2 separate regions of the Mus musculus genome follow, and region 1 is linked to region 2. A link is a contact called in public HiChIP or PLAC-seq data. All regions are on one chromosome and are shown on one strand. The core of a region is the stretch at or near the end of the contact, and the rest is flanking DNA. Distances in the headings are between cores, read along the strand shown. Region 1 holds the start of Chchd5 (coiled-coil-helix-coiled-coil-helix domain containing 5). Region 2 holds the start of Dtwd1 (DTW domain containing 1).

Region 1 (2,700 bases), core at 102-2,601, 3.0 Mb before region 2:
ATTGTATATGTATTTATGTATTGTATACATTAGCAAGATCCTTTTCTGTGCACCCCTCCACCTCACCCCCTCACCCCTACCAGCACAGCTGGAAAGTAGTGAAGGGGACACAGTGGCTGAGGAAAGGAAGAACACAGGATCCAGTAAGAATCAGGGACTTTGTTCCAGTGTGAATTGGTGGCCACCAGAGAGTTTTAAGCAAGGGATTATCATTACTAGAATCCAGGTCATTATATGGAACACAGAGGGTCTGGCAAGCCGGGGAAAGGCTGGGGCAGGTGCCCTGGCAGAGGGGAGTGTGAAAGGTGGTGACAAGCAGAGGCATGTCCACTCGGGGACAGAGAACCATGGTTTTTAGATTCTTGGATGCATAGCCAAGGCCATGTATGGGAATGGGGCTGGGACTGGTTCTGGAAGGTATTTAAACTAGAAAATGAAGGGAGTTGTGAAAGGAAAAAGCTACGATCAAGTTAGCCTCCTTTACCTCTCCAGTTGTGGGTGAACTTGGTGGCTGCACCTGCTCTGCACACTGCAGGAAGCGGCGCATGTGTTCAGCACAGTTGCCCACTGCTGCCTCATTCAAGCGAAGACACTTCTCAAAGGCTTCAAAGGGCTCAGCACAGGCCTGGCGGATCTGGCGGATGATCGGGCTGTGGGGGGTAGGGCATTTTAGACCCTGAAGCATTCAAACCCTACTGCCTGGCACCCTCTAGCCCCCAGTTGTACACTCACTGGGAGGACGTGCAGCGAGCAATGCTCATCTTAAGGTGGTGACAATCTCGATGCCACGACTCTGGCTTGGCTGCCACACATTGGCCATACTGATCCAGCTCTCGGCTGCAGTATCGAGCAGTGACTTCCAGGGCTGCCTGCCTGTGGGACAGGGTAAACTGAAGATAATCTCAAGAGAAGGCAAGAAAGAGTTCTGATTTTGATCTGTGATTGGACTAGTCTGGATTGGGGGTGGGGGGTGTAAAGATCCTGTGATAGGGACAACCAACGAGGGGCAGAAATAAGCGCCGATCCCTGCGCGTTGTGGAACAAGGTGGGATTTCCCGGGAGATCGTGGAAGTCCTAAGACAAAAAGTCTGGCTATTGTGAAGCAGGCCTGGAGTCTTGAATTCAGTCATTTCCCGTTGGGGACCGTGCAGTCTGACAAGCATGATCTAGAGTTATAGGGAGTTGTAACTCACATCTCCAGGCGAATTCAAGCGCCGATCAGTCAGGGAGAAGAGACCCGCCTTTTCCGGTATCAGGTTGTTATGGCGGCGCCCAACCCAGACCTCCTGGCCTCACTCTTCCGGTCGTCGAGCGTCCCTGCCACTCATCCCACATTGGTCCAACCTTCATGGCTGTGTCCTGCTTTGCTTTCCGCCTCACTGCCTATCCGGGAGGAGGCCCCTGTAACTACTTCCGGTCCGTCAGCTATTTTAGTTTATTTACTTCCGGCTTGTGGTGGTCGCGTTTAGTGATCACCGGAAGCAGGACTTCGGCCGTGATCGAGCAGCCAGGCACAGAGCACCAGAGCTGGTTCCCTGTAGGTCAGATCTACAGCCGCTCGCGCTGCCACTTTCCCGGCTGGAGTTGAGGCCACCGGCCCGCGTGACTATGGCTCGGCACACGCTGCGGCTGAGGCGGCAGCTGTGCCCGCCGCTGCTAGTTTAGGAACACGGGGATTGCCCTCTCAGGCTGAGCTACCAGTGGCTTTCCGCCACTGCGTATTCTCCTCCTGACTTTAGTTCCAACTTGACGGAAAGGAATGATCTTAAACGCCACATTGGGCTTCCCATCCGATTATTCACTCAGACATGTCCTTTTCCTGCCATAGGTGGTAAAGGCAGGATGAGAGTGGGTTTTATTGCTTGCTCCTTGCAATCGTGCACAAATTATTTTCTTTGTAATTTCCTTAGGTGGTGTTTGCACCCTCTCCACATTTGCCTTCAGATTATAGGGCTAGACCTGGAAGTTCATTTCCCTGTAAGGCTAAATATTCCTCATATGGAGAGGCCTAAGCTAGAGAAAATGAGCGGTAAGGTGATTACCTTAGCACGCAGTTGTAAAATGAGAACGACTGCTTTGGCCTTCATAATATACAGTGACACTTTCATTTTTGGGAAACTTGACACTCCACACTTCTAGTTTCCTTTTGTCTGGTTGCTGTCAAAAGAGTCATTAAGAATGGAATGGAGAGAACTAGATAACCCTAAGGTTTGAAGTGAAGCGGATCTGAGAAATGCAGGTCTCAAGAGTGCTTCTGTTACTGGGGTTCCCTTCTGGGGAGCTCATTAATGAAAGAACTTTAAAAGGTACTCATTTAGGACAATCAAGGGCAATGTTATTGGTCTGAGAGAAAACACCAGGACAGGCACGCTGTAAATGTCAGTAGCCGCTAAGAGGGAGCAGGAAAAGGAAACTAGGGACATGTGTGTGATGTACATGTGTGCAGGCAGAGGCTGGCGGCAGGTGGCTTCCTCTATTGCTTGACACCTGAAGCTTTTTGGAGACAGGGTGTCACTGAACCTTAAAACCCACCAGTGAACATCCAGGAGCTGTCTCCTCATCCCAACACTGGGATTCCAAGTCTGCCCTACCATGCCTTTTCTGCAGGTTTTTATGCAGGTGTTGGAGATCCACAACTCAGGTCTTCCTGCTTGCATAGCAAGCACTTTAGTCAGCCATTCCTTCACTCCCTCCCCTATT
Region 2 (2,700 bases), core at 60-2,559:
GCATGTAAGTATACCTATACTTAACATCAAATACGTGCAGGGCGATGCAGCTGGAGTTGGGTGGGGGAGAGTTGTAAAGAATTAGAAAACAAGGGCGGTTCCTAGGGCAAATAACTAGCATCCTGATGGTCTACTCTGCAAATTGGGCTGAAAAACTTTTTTTTCCACTCAATTTCTCTAAAAATAATGATACTTATGCAGTTTCATCCTGTCTGCTTTGCACATAACATCTATTTTTAGGCTCAAAGTCAGATTCTAACTCAGTTATAAACTCACACAAAGACAATCTTTTACACTTCTGACTACTTATCCCTGGGTCCACATATTTGATATGGACAAACATATTCATTTGGAGGCACTTTTCAATGAGGCAAAAGTACAACTCTTTCCGATTTACCTATTCTTGATTTTTTTTAGATAGATTCAAATACTTATCAACTAAATTGAAACCACTCTGTAGAAGGCATCCAGGACTTATCTTTCTACTCAACTTTGGGGCACTACACAGATCGGCGGAACAAGGCTACTTTTTCCAACACACTAAGCTGATTTGCCTCCCAAGGGAATATTCTTTAAATTTCTCCTATTTTGAATTGTGGACAAATTCAGGACCAGATAAGACTGTTTTCAATATTTGCTTGTGAAGTACTAAGAACTGATCGTATAATTTGATGAGGTACAATATCCCTCTCGCCCCCCCCCCCCTTTTTTTTAAACATCCAAGATACCACCGCCATTTTTTAAACACAGAACTTGACTCCCTTCCCACAGAACACATTATATGACAGGCGAAATGTCTTGGAAATTTTTGCATTTGGAGTTCAATCATAAACAGCCCTGAAATGCTGCAATCTTGGGCTCTTCATCCTTACCCAACCTCGTGGAACTAGCAACGCAAAGTGTTACTATACTTGTCTCACATTCCCAAGAAATAGACACACAAGAAACGCGTCTGCTTATCGGCTGACGGTAACAGCACACATCTGGTTTCCTTTTCCCGCGACCATGCCGAAACCACGCCAAAGCCTGAATTACAGATCGGTGCTCACAGGGAGCTGGCCTTGCCAGGAGTGAGCAACGCCGACTCGGGAAGCCTAATAAGGCTTCATTTAGGCCCCAGACCACTCAAGTCTTGCCCCCACGGGCACGCCACACGCAGCACTAGCCCGCAGTGAGACCTCCGCTGGGCCTGGCCGGCGTCCGGCCCGAGCCACCCGACCCGAGGGGATGCCGACCTGCACCACGCTCAACTCTCGGTCCGTACCGCCTCCGCTCCACGCGCTCCCCCCCGGAGCGCTTTCCGCAGAACACCGGAGGGCGGGGCCTGGCGGTTGCCAGGGCCACGGGGAAGCTGACCACGGCGCATGCTCAGAGGGAGAATCCCGTGGGCGAGCAGGAGGAACTGGTTCGGAAGTCCCGCCTTCGCTTCCCGGGTGACCTGTTCCAAAGGAACCGTCAGCTTCCTGCTGTGCCGCCCGTTGTGGGCCCCCAGCGCAACTGGGGACGTGTTCCGGAACAGCCTTTTCGAAAGTAGTTTCTGTGAGTTAGTGAGGAGCTAGTAACACCGCTTTACCTCCCCAAATACTATATTTACGAGATCTCAGACTTGTAGCTTTAGGTGGTTGGTAGTTCAAGCTTGATAGACTTCTTAGGAAAACCGTTTATGCATTTTGTGCTTTGCTTACAACACGCAGAGTTGACACCTACTGTATTTTTCTTTTATTTTTTTTTAAAGTCTAATATATGTGGATAAGTGATTAAATTATTTTTCTATGCTCCACCTCAAAGAAACCTAAACAATAGTTGTTAAATTAGAAACAAAACTGTCATATATCAAGCAATTTGTTTAATGAGTGGAGAATTATGAAATTAACCAATGGGAGAAAAAGAACAGCCTTGTGTGTAATCACGAATGACAAGCCAGGACACTGATATTTACCACACCAGAATTTATATAAAAGTTTTAACAGAAAAATAGACAATGGTTAACATGAATTCCCAGGATCACACCTGTAAGTAGGAGAAAGGCCCATTTCCAGCCTGGTCATGAGTGGTAGCTTCTACTTGAATAGGAGAGACAGAGACAGACAGACAGAGAGACACAGAGAGGAAGAAGAAGAAGAAGGAGGAGGAGGAGGAGGAGGAGGAGGAGGAGAGAGAGAGAGAGAAGAGGAGAGGAAGAGAAGAGAAGGGAAGGGAAGGGGAAGGAAGAAGGGGAAGGGAAGGGAAGAGAGAGGAGGAGAGGGGAGGGGAGAGGAGAGGAGAGGGGAGGGGAGGGGAGGGGAGAGGAGAGGAGGAGAGGAGAATCCCTTCTGTCACTCTTAGCAGACTGAATAGGTCCCTTAATGTTTTGGAGACCTCAACTCGAGCCAAACTGGTATTCCTGATTTGGATACAGAAAAGGAATTTCAGAACTAGTGAGAGTGAGGTAGAAATTAGACCATGGATATTTGAATTTAGACTTTAAGCAAAAATGTTTTAATAAAGAGAGGCATGCAGAACAAAAGTCATTCTAAATGTCAGCCAGTCCACTATACCTTCACTTATCAAAACAGAAAAAGAAGTTACTAACCTTTTGAGACGCAATGTGAGAGCCACCAGAATGGTATTCATATATGTTGAATGCTAAAACAGTTGAGAGTCTACTTTGAGACCCACATTGACATGTCTACCTGCCTTAGGAATTAAGCTTTAGTTATT

Evidence for each region. HiChIP or PLAC-seq counts read pairs in DNA pulled down with a chosen protein or histone mark.
Region 1: a contact with region 2 is called in an H3K27ac HiChIP or PLAC-seq map of regulatory T cells, with 69 times the contacts expected there. The contact joins the promoter of Chchd5 here to the promoter of Dtwd1 in region 2. A contact is called at or near these places in 2 of 39 promoter capture datasets (liver and pre-B cells), 1 of 484 Hi-C or Micro-C datasets (muscle stem cells), 1 of 115 datasets of contacts at active chromatin or transcription factors (regulatory T cells) and 1 of 9 other capture datasets (liver).

Annotation. Positions count from the first base shown.
Region 1 is chr2:129,128,351-129,131,050 of GRCm38.p6, reverse strand. Chchd5 (coiled-coil-helix-coiled-coil-helix domain containing 5) reads right to left here and starts at 1,351. Exons shown (of 4, transcript NM_025395.3): 1 at 1,194-1,351; 2 at 733-873; 3 at 485-650. The coding sequence starts at 1,195.
Region 2 is chr2:126,150,750-126,153,449 of GRCm38.p6, reverse strand. Dtwd1 (DTW domain containing 1) reads right to left here and starts at 1,309. Exons shown (of 5, transcript NM_026981.2): 1 at 1,236-1,309. Fam227b (family with sequence similarity 227, member B) reads left to right here and starts at 1,446. Exons shown (of 17, transcript NM_029455.3): 1 at 1,446-1,539.